Linked DNA regions of Ovis aries: region 2 is linked to region 1. Evidence: chromatin contacts called from public Hi-C data. All regions are on one chromosome and are shown on one strand. The core of a region is the stretch at or near the end of the contact, and the rest is flanking DNA. Distances in the headings are between cores, read along the strand shown. Region 1 overlaps ASB2 (ankyrin repeat and SOCS box containing 2). Region 2 overlaps CCDC197 (coiled-coil domain containing 197).

Region 1 (5,725 bases), core at 2,834-5,333:
GACAGATGGGTATCTTCCTCCTTCATGAATTTCCTGGTCTGTCCTCCACAGCATACCCGGCAGTCATCGACCAGCGCACCCTGCAGGAGGAAACGGCCCTTTACCTGGCGACCTGCAGGGGACACGTGGACTGCCTCCAATTCCTGCTCCAGGCTGGCGCCGAGCCCGACATCTCCAACAAGTCCCGAGAGACACCGCTCTACAAAGGTGAGCCCAGGGGCGTGGGCTTCCCCCAGGAAAGGTCCAGAGGCGTATCAGGAGGATTTGCTTGCAAAGTGTACAACCCTCCCCACCTACTGTGGGGTCTACTGTGATGGCACAGCCTCATTCAGGTGTATAACTTACATACCTGAACCACTCATTCGTGCCCGTATTCAGGCAATATTTCCCAAGTTCTCCCATGGGCCTGGCACACTGAGGACTCAGAGATGAAAAGACATGGCCCGTGCCCGTGTGATCGTCCGTGTGACTCACAGGTGATATACATTGATTCTGTCAGCCACTGGCACCGAAGAGCTTGACACAAGGGAGCATGGGGGAGGGACCAGGATGTGGGAGAGGGCACCCTCACAGGAGGGGGTCCCAGAGCTGAGCCTGAACAGGAGGGACTCACCAGCTGGATGAGCAAAGGGAACGGCATAGGCAAAAGTGAAGAGGCATGAGAGGGAATTTGTTGCTCCAGGATTTTTGAGAAAATGAAAACCTCCAACTTACTCAATATGTCATCCAAGGACAGTCACCAGCTGCCCTAGCAGTGCCCAGAGTCAAAATCCGAATAATCATAACAGCTGGCAATTATCAAGTGTTTACTATACACCAGGCTCTGTTCTTTTTTCTAACCCTCACATCCATCCACATATGAAGCAAGCACCGCTAGCTTCCCCAGTTTACAGATGAGGCCTTAAGGCATAGAGAGCAGACGGGAGGCACCCAGGATCACACGGCCAGGAAGGGCAGACCTGGGATCTAACTCTGAGGGCTGGATGCCAGCATCACGCTCTAGTGATGTCTAGTCCATGCCTATGCATGTAAACAATCAGCTCCAGGTCTTGCAAAAAGCACAGGGCCTCTACACTTTGAAAAACGACAGAAATTCCCAATTTCCCGTGTGTCTGGCCTCTAAAACCTGGAATATCCCATCGGCAGCAGGAACTGGATCCACTGCAGACCTGCGGCGGAGGTGTCTTCCCTAGAACTCATGTCCCCCGGGCACTGGAGCCATCACCCAGAGCCCCAGCTGTCCCAGAAAGGGCTCCCAAGATGCTGAATGACTCACAGCTGAAGCCTGAACCCTGATCCTGCACGAGCTCCACCCTAGAGCCTTTGTACCTTGCCCCACTCCATTCTCCCACAGCATCCTCTCAGGAAGGTTTCGTTACCTGTGCTTTACAGGTGAAAGAGCCCAAGGCTTAGAGAAGCCGTGAGGTCTTGGGGTCCTGTTTGAAACGCTACACAGGCAGCCCCTCTTCCTTCATGTGCATGCACGTTCAGTCTCTCAGTCGTGTCTGATTCTTTGCCACCCCACAGACTGTAACCCACCAGGCTCCTCTGCCCATGGGATTTCCCAGGCAAGAACACTGGAATGGGTTGCCATCCCCTACTTCAGGGAATCTTCCCAACCCAGGGATCGAACCTGTGTCTCCTGCATTTGCGGGCAGATTCTTTATCACTGAGCCACCTAGGAAGCCCCTCTTCCGTCTCCCCACCTCCCTAACTGACTCAGAGAAGTTTCCAGGGGTGGTTAATTTGGACAAGTTCTCGGTCTCCCTTGGAACAGCTCTGCCAGCACTAAGGGTACATTTAGAGTCCAGAGCCAGATAAGGCTTAAAAGGGAGGTTTGAGCAGGTTGAGAAAGACTTGATGAGCTGCACTCAGAAGACAAATTTTAACTGAGCAGCCTTTGAGGAAGTGTTTTGAGCGGGAATGTGACACTGCCCTCCTCTTCTTCTGGCCTCATGGAGGACTGAAACAGGTAACACCGGAAAGGGAGATGAGTTAGGGGCCTTCTGGAACCTTCCAGGGGACAGAGACTCCAGACCTGACTACCTGGATTTGAATCCCAGTTCTGTCACTTACTGTGTGACCCTGGGCAAGTCACTTAACTTCTCTGTGCCTCACTGTCCTCCTCTGTGAAAAGAGACAACACAGCATCCTTTAAGGGTGTTTGGGAGAACTAAATTAACCACGTGAAGTGCTTAGAATAGAGTACAGGCGCATAACCAGTGCTATACACACATCAGGATATTATTGCTAATTACTATTACTATAGTTGTATATCCTAGGTTTAGTGAAGGGACTGGAACTTAGTGGAGACTCAGCAGATATTTGTTGCATGAATTCACTTCTGGCTGATGAATGAATGGTTGGATAGACAAATGAATGAATGAAGGCGTGGCTGCCCAGGTCCTGCCAGGGGCCCCGCTGACCATCTTGCTTCTTGCTGGGCACAGCCTGTGAGCGCAAGAATGTGGAGGCAGTGAGGATTCTGGTGCAGTACAAGGCGGACACCAACCACCGCTGTAACCGAGGCTGGACGGCTCTGCACGAGTCTGTGGCTCGCAATGACCTGGAGGTCATGGAGATCCTGGTGAGCGGAGGCGCCAAGGTGGAAGCCAAGAATGCCTATGGCATCACCCCCTTGTTCGTGGCTGCCCAGAGTGGGCAGCTGGAGGCACTGAGATTCCTGGCCAAACACGGTGAGTAGTAAGGGTCCCTGCCTGGGTCATGAAGTTCCCAAGGAGCACAGCTGAGAAGGACCTCAGATTAACTCTAAGGGAAAGCAAGTTTAGGTGTCATCTATGGACATACTCTGATTGAGTGACAGCATCTTCCGGGAGTGCTGTGTTAAGAAGGACTCTGAGGTTGTGCCTAGGCTCAGCTGGAAACAAGTTGAGATCCACCAGTGACGCCTGCAATTAGGAACACCCTTGGAGGGGTGTGGTACACCTGCCCCATGTTAGCCTTCTCTCACCTAGTCCAACATCCTCATTTTACAAATGAGGAATCTGAGGCCTAGAAAGAGGAAGTGACTTATCTATCAATAGTCACGCAGCAAATTACTTATGGACTAGCCAGAATCTTAGCCTCCCAACACCTCAACAACTTCTCTTTCCATCACATCACCCTTCAGGGCCAGAAGGAACTTCAGACAACATTTAGGTCACCTCCTCGCTTTATATGAAGAAGGAAATGACAACCCACTCTAGTATTCTTGCTTGAAAATCCCATGGACAGAGGAACCTGGCAGGCTACAGTCTATGGGGTCACAAAAGAGTCAGACACAACTTTGTTATTAAAGAACAGCAACTCACTTTATAGGTGATGAAACCAAGGGCAAGGATGAGAACGTGATTTGTCCAAAGTCACACAACAAATTCGTGGCAGAACTTGGATTTAGACCCTGGTCTTTGTACTCTTTGCCTCTTAAAAATCTTTGTTCACTTAATGGGATAAAATAAAATAATATTGCCCAGATTATTACTTCCCAGTAACAGAAGACTCTGAGATGATGGCAGACATTCTTTCGGTTAAAAAGATCATAATATTCTGATTTTCCCCGAGAACTCTTTTGATCTCTCTTCTCACTCCCGTGGAAATGACCTTTCCGCTAGAGAACCAGACACCAGAAGCAAGCCAGACCTGGGGGCTGAGCTGGAAGAAGCTTTCAAGGACCTGCTGCGTGACAGGTCCTGCACTAAGCAGGAACACAGCATAGGCCCGAGGGGTTTTCTCTGTAGTCTAGGAGGCAGGGAGTGGAGGAGACTGAGGCTCAGAGAGATTAAATGGTTGGTCACAATCGGAGCCTGGATTCTGACTGCCATCATCTGACCCCAAACTGCATGCTCTTTGCACTCCACCACCCCGCCCCAGGGCTCGAGAATTTCCATCCTGGGACTTGGCCTGAATAAGCATCCATTTACTCAGCACGTGCCCAAGCTGTTGGGAAAACAGACCCAGGGCACATCCTTGCCACTGGGGACAAATCTGGACTGACCAGCCAGAGGCGAAAGAGCACAGGCAGGGTCCTGGGAGCCAGGCAAGGAGGCTGGACAAAGGGCCAGGCGCTCCGCGGGTGAGAGGAGCAGGCTAGCACTGAACATCTGCCCAGCTCTCCTGCTGACACCCTGAGTCAGAGTCTGTTCCCGTTGAGGGCTGAGTCCATTTGCAAATCTAAATATTTTTCTTGTGTGAGCAGGCGGCTTTGCTGGCGGGGGTCCAGGCTTTTGGGGAGCAAGTCTTCCGGAGCTCAGGGGTGTTGCAGCCACTTGCCAACTCTCCCTCGGGTGGAGGCAGGAGCAGTGCCTGGGTCCCAGCCCTTAGTCCTGGGGGAACTCGTGTCTGCTGAGCACCCTCTCTGTGTCAGGCTCTGGGCAGGGAGGTTGTCTTAATCCACTCAGGTGGCTGTCACAGCATACCACAGACTGGATGGCTTATAGACAACAGAGGTTTATTTCTCACAGGTTTGGAGGCTGGGAAGTCCAAGATCAAGGTGCCATTAGACTCAGCGTCCCATGAGAGCCTGTTTCTACCTCCTAGACATCCATCTTCTTCCTGTGTCCTCACATGGGGGAAGGAGCAAGGGAGCTCTCTGTGGTCTCTTCTATTAGGGCACTAATCCCATTCATGAGGGCCCCACCCATATAACCTAATCACCCCTCAAAGGCTCCGCCTCCTAACACCATCATACTGAGGATTAGGTTTCATATGAATCTTGGGGGGACATACATGTTTTTGTCTATAGCAGATATTTAATTCCATTATCTTACTTAGATAACCTCACAGTAACCCTGGTTGCTAGGTACTATTTTTCTCAGTCAACAGGTGAGAAAACTGAGGTTCCTAAAGGCTGTTTGAGGCCATAGAGCTCGTAAAGCATGAAACAGAAACTTCAGCTGCTGTCTGTCATGAAAACCTGTGATATTTCCACTAGACCAGAAAGCAGTCATCAAATATTAAAATTATCAGAGAGCTTGTGATAAGCTGACTGCCCAGAGGGGATCTGTGGTTTAACAGATGCTTCTGATTTCAGCCCTTGCTGATATTTCACTGCTATCTCAGTTCCATTTCCTATCAGAATAGGGGCTGGGGAACAGACTGCACTTTTCTCTGCAGAGAAACACCTGCCTTCCCTCTCCATCACCACCAGGAGATGGAGCAAATGTAGGAGATTGGGCTGAAGGGAGACCATTGCCAGACTGATGCCTCCTCCTGGCAGCGTGGTGTAGTGTTTCTTTCAGAGGAGACAGAAGCCATGGCTGTTAATAAATTCCTCTCTTAATCTTTGAAACGGAAGGCATGCTGCATGCATGCTCAGTCACTTCACTCGTCTCCAGCTCTTTGGGACCCCATGGACTGTAGCCCACCAGGTTCCTCTGTTCATGGGAGTCTTCAGGCAAGAATACTGGGGTGGGTTTCCATGCCCTCCTCCAGGGGATCTTCCCCACCCGGGGATTGATCCGGGGTCTCCCACATTGCAGGTGGATTCTTTACCATCTGAGCCACCAGGCAGAGAAGAGCAAATAAATCCTAATTAATAAAGGTATGGGGGTTTTTTCTTTATGAGGCGGCTCTGTGCCCCCCTAGAACTGTGAGGGCCTTCCTCAGGGCAGGATCTGGATCGTTTTAGGTGGAATGAGCGTTAGGAGCATTGTCTATGCCATCAGAACATCTGCCAGGGCTTCTGCAGACCGTCTAGGTTCACGTTTTGGCTCTTCCCTTATGAGCT
Region 2 (5,092 bases), core at 1,759-4,258, 58 kb before region 1:
AAAGGAAAGTTATGACCAACCTAGATAGCATATTCAAAAGCAGAGACATTACTTTGCCAACAAAGGTTTGTCTAGTCAAGGCTATGGTTTTTCCAGTGGTCATGTATGGACGTGAGAGTTGGACTGTGAAGAAAGCTGAGCGCCGAAGAATTGATGCTTTTGAACTGTGGTGTTGGAAAAGACTCTTGAGAGTCCCTTGGACTGCAAGGAGATCCAACCAGTCCATCCTAAAGGAAATCAGTCCTGGGTGTTCACTGGAAGTACTGATGCTGAAGCTGAAATGTCGATACTTTGGCCACCTCATATGAAGAGTTGACTAATCGGAAAACACCCTGATGTTGGGAGGGATTGGGGGCAGGAGGAGAAGGGGACGACGATGACATGGATGGCATCACCGACTCAATGGACATGAGTTTGGGTAAACTCCAGAGCTGGTGATGGACAGGGAGGCCTGGTGTGCTGCAGTCCATGGGGTCACAAAGAGTGGACACGACTGAGCAACTGAACTGAACTGAACTTCCTCAAAGGAAAAAAAAAAAAAAAGATAAAAGATGGTGTAGGTTTTCAGTGCTACCACTAGGGGGCAGAGACTGGCTGCAAACTCCAAGCCAGGTCCTTGCAAGAATCAACCAACCCGTCAGCCTCTCTTTTCCTATTTTCTCCCTCTCCACATCCCTATCCTCTGTCCTCTCGTGTCCCCAAGCCCCAGCTGCAGCACAAAAATTCATCATGCCATGCCTTTTCCGGGAAGTTTCTTCTGCATGGAATGCCCATCCCTTGGGGTGAAAGTTGAATTTATTAGAAGATAAACCAAATATCAGAGAGATAACCTCTGGGGGCATTTACTCTGAGACAGTTTCTGTTCGGTGTCTCACAACTGCCTACCAGCTAGGTTGTATTGCCCCCATTTCACAGTTGAAGAAACTGAGGCTCAGAGAGGGTTGTGCCCAGGGTCATGCAGCTAGTCAGAGGCTGAAGGGGAATTTGAACCTCAGTCTGTCTGAATCTAGCACTCCTGACTTTTCTACCACAAAGATTACTTTTTAAGTATAAGCTGAGTTTTCCAGGGGAGATACCCAGCAGAAGTGGAGGGAAAGGGATTCAGAACAAGGCTCTGGAGTGACAGCCCCACCCAGATTCCCAGCAGCCCACCCCTGCTCCAAGCCTCCTGGGGTGCAGAAGGCGGTGGGTGCCTACACCCCAGTTCTCTGCCCAGGGGGATGGGCCAGGCTTCAGGCAGCTGTTACCGGGATCAGAGCCCTGTGGCCCTCCTCTAGAGACTCCAGACTCTTGTGGACGGCCTGGTTCATCTCGAGGAAGGCCTCGAGACGCTTCTGGATGTCCTGGCTGACTGCGAAGAGCTTCCCGTAGTGCTCCACCATGGCCGCCACCGGGGTTTCCTCCGGCTCCTCCCCTTGGCTGTAGCCTATGGAGACAGTGCGTGGCAGGATGGGTGGGCACAGAATGTCCAGCGCTTACCAGCCCCCTGCAGTGATGCTCGCAAGGTGGGTGGCAGGGGGACTGCTGCTGTCAGCTGGAGCCCTAGAGTTGAGAAGGCTCCATCAGCCACCTCCTGTCCCTTCAGGGGAAGCCTCAGCATTTGAAAGGCTGCAAGGATTCTGGATTGAATGAGGATTCTGGATCGCTGTCAAATGAGGCAGGAGACTCCCCACGCCCTGCCCCACCCCCTGGAACCGGAAGGAGAAACTGCTGGCTGGGGGATCCTGCAGGAAGAGGACAGGGGTCGTTGCTGCCCTGAGCGAACAGGCCCCAGCCTTGGTGTTTGCTCCTTCTGGGTGGGTTGAACAGGATTGCATGGCTGAATTAGGAGGACCCCAACCTTGCAGGCTGCTGGCAGCAGCCCTGGGCGCTGGGTCCACATCAAGACTTGTGCTCGGCCCGGAGCCCTGCACCCCTTCTTGGCTCGGTGCTCAAGGCTCTCTGGTTCTGCTCAACCTTCCAATTGCACCTCCCAGCAGCCCCTGCCAGGCCCTGGTGTTCCAGCACACTGGAACTCACCAGCCCCAAACCCACCACACGGGGCTCCAGCCTACGTTTGTGCTGTTCCCTCTGCCTGCAATGCTGGTCCCCTTTGCTGAAAAACTTTGAGCTCCATGAGTGGCCCCCTCCTCCATGAAGCCTTCCCTGACCTCCAGGGCAGAGTCCTTGCAGCTCCCACAGCTCAAGAGCACTCAGCACAGTGGCTCTGGAATCAGATAGACCAAAGTCTGAGACCCAGCTCCACCACTTCCTGGCTGGGTGACCTTGGGTAAGTCCCTTAACGTCTCTGAGCCTGGGTAACACAGTTCCCAGAAGCTCCTATGTGTATGCCTGCTCAGTCACCCAGTCATATCCAACTGTTTGCAACCTCATGGACTGTAGCCTGCCAGGCTCCACTGTCCGTGGGATTCTCCGGGCAAGAATACTGGATTGCCATTTCCTTTTCCAGGGGACCTTCCTGACCCAGGGATCAAACCTGCACCTCCTGCATCTCTTTCTTTGACAGGCAGATTCTTTACCACTGAGCTACCTGGGAAGCCCTGGAACCTCATAAGGAGGAGTTATAGCTTAGCACAGAGTAAATATTTCATAAACAATAATAGTTATTTTATTATTGATGGCACAATAATATGATAATAATATGATGATAACAATACAAATATGTAACTATGACTTCCCTTCCCTTTCCTACCAAGTTTCCAGCACTGATCACAGTGGATTCTGGCGCAAACCACGATCAAACGAAACACAGAAATCCATTTCAGATGTCTGTAATTTTAGCTTCTAAGAGCAAAACCAAAGACAAGTGAGATAATAACAATAGCTGACATTTCCTGGATGCTAGCTGAACATCAGGCACTGTGATTTGGGGGTGGCCAGAAAGTTCATTCGGGGTTTCCCATAAGATGGTACAGGAAAACCCGAGGGAATTTTTGGCCAACCCAGTGCATGATGCTGAAATGTGATCCAGGCCACAGAACTCTCATTGTTCTCACTGTACAGAGACGCTGAGGACTTGCCACACAGGTCTCATGTCTGGTGGCCAGGCTGGCTGGACCACGGTGAAACAGGCCTGTGGGTTCCCATGCAGCAGGTGAGCTCGGGGTTCACTGGGGTCACACGTCCCCCCGTCCCGGGCTGGGAGGTGGTCGCAGAGAGGACAGGCCTTCTGCGAAAGCTCTATACATACCCTTGGGGATTTTCTCAAGGACCTTGATCAGATAGTCTTCAAAAAGCTTGTGCTTCTCCACCTCCCTCTTCAGCTTCCTCTGCCTGTAGAGTGAGCCAGACGTGAGGACGTGGTGTGGAGGCCCCCAGGCCGTGACCCCTGGCAAGGGCCCGTCTCTGGAGCTGTGTGGATCTGGGCTGGACCAGTCACTGTCCCCATCAGTGGGCCACTGACTGCGTCTCTCCACCCCCATTTTATTGCTGAGTAAACTGAGTCATAGACAGGCCAAACAGATGCCTGTGGTCAGGCCATAAGAAAGGAGACCTGGGGGAAAAGCAAGGCTGAAACTTTCTGGCGTGGGGTCTACGGAGCCCCTCCTGCAGGCTGAGCAGGTGGCAGATGGCCTGAGTCCCCGCTAGCCGATGATCTGGCCAGGGGTTTCACCTCTCTGCCTGGGTGGGCCATGTGTAACAGAGGTAACTAGTTCCTCACAGGAAGGTGGGGACCAGGTCTGGGATGCCCAGCACATCTGAGGTCGGGGCCCCAGCAGCCCCCAGAGGGGAGATGGCCACATGCGACTGCCCAGCCATTCTTGACAGTCAAGGGCATCACCAAGCAAGATGAGTCTCCTGCTCTGGGCCCATTCAAGGTCAGCAGTCAAGGGCAGTGGGCAGAGGGGGACAGGGCCATGGTAGGTATCTTTGAGTGACCACTGACTGCCCCAGGGCAAGCCACTCTGCATCTCAGACCCTATTTTCTCATCCACACCATCTTGAAAAATGCAAGAAAGAATGGTCTTCCCCTCTGCAAATACCATGTGGGGTGAGCCACAATGCTAAACATTGTTGGGGTTGGAAGCCCTGTGAGAGTATGATGGATGGGTTGGATCTTCTCTCCAAAAAATCACTCACAGATGCATCCTTTTGCACCCAATTCAGGCTTTCATGGGCAGCCTGATATGAAGGGCCTCTCTGGGCAAGGACCCAGGGCGTCTGCTTGGAGCCAGGGCAGCAGCCTCGCACGTTGATTTTGGAAAGGCTGAGTTGACAGGTGCATGGGGATGGCCACCCACAGCCCTGCCTTCATGCTGCGAGACTGAGCTTGTGCAGGGCCTGGGACCAGCCAAAGCCTGACGTCAAAGAGGGAGAGTTATGCGCCCCCACCCCTCGCTACTCACAATTCAGCTACCCCTCCTGACTTACTCCCAGGCATCCCCCACCCCCTGGCCATTTCCTTGCCCTGAGGAATTTTTCCATTGCTCCCTCAGGCATTTTTGCTCAGTCCCAGCCGCTTAGCCCACTGCAGGTGGCCCTGGGGCCGGGGCCCGGGGCACAGCGGGGCTCGGGACAAGTCGTACTTGGCCTGCAGTTGGCAGAGTTCCTGGAACAGCACCTGCAGGTCCCTGTCCTTGTTGCCGGAATCACTCAGGCCAGCCTCCTGGCCTGCGTCCCTGGCCGCCGGCATTGCCGCCGCACCACCTTGGGCGACTCTGGACGATGGGGCCACGTGGGCCAGGCAGGAAGGAGGTGGGTGTCTACGACAACAGTCAAGGCAGTAGCTTTCTCTTCCAGTCCTCCTGACGGTCCTCAGAAGTCAGGTTCCAATCTTGCTTCCTAGAAAAGGAAACCAAGGTTCAGAGGGGACCCCTGTGACCAGCTCGAGGATGTACAGCAGGGCTGATTTGGACTCCAGTTTTATTAAATTCAAAGTCTGGGGCCTTTGAGCAGTGCCTCCAGCTCTGGAGGGACCAAAGGTGCCATTCTGCAGTGGCATCATCATCATTGTCACACCATAATGGGGACCGTCAAGACCCATGGGCACCAAGATGCCTGGGACTTCCAACATGTGCTGGCTTCCAAGAGAATTCAGGAAAGAGTCCAAGGGGGCAGAGCTGGGGCAGGCTCAGAGAGTAGCCCACAGAGG

The links. Hi-C and Micro-C count contacts between places; a contact is called where the count stands out from the background.
Region 2: a Hi-C map of mixed tissues shows a contact between it and region 1, with 2.8 times the contacts expected there. The contact joins two enhancer-like sites. A contact is called at or near these places in 14 of 16 Hi-C or Micro-C datasets (blood, hypothalamus, liver and 6 more).

Annotation. Positions count from the first base shown.
Region 1 is chr18:56,332,374-56,338,098 of ARS-UI_Ramb_v3.0, reverse strand. ASB2 (ankyrin repeat and SOCS box containing 2) reads left to right here. Exons shown (of 10, transcript XM_027957345.3): 5 at 52-207; 6 at 2,451-2,696. Among named protein-coding and RNA genes, the nearest start is that of FAM181A, 25 kb to the right of the region's middle. Within about 2 kb of position 4,083, at least 4 of the 54 cell types and tissues checked have an H3K27ac peak or open chromatin away from gene starts, as enhancers often do.
Region 2 is chr18:56,390,042-56,395,133 of ARS-UI_Ramb_v3.0, reverse strand. It overlaps CCDC197 (coiled-coil domain containing 197), which reads right to left. Exons shown (of 8, transcript XM_027957348.2): 2 at 4,527-4,782; 3 at 3,191-3,273; 4 at 1,248-1,426. The coding sequence starts at 4,633. Among named protein-coding and RNA genes, the nearest start is that of CCDC197, 28 kb to the right of the region's middle. Within about 2 kb of position 3,008, at least 6 of the 54 cell types and tissues checked have an H3K27ac peak or open chromatin away from gene starts, as enhancers often do.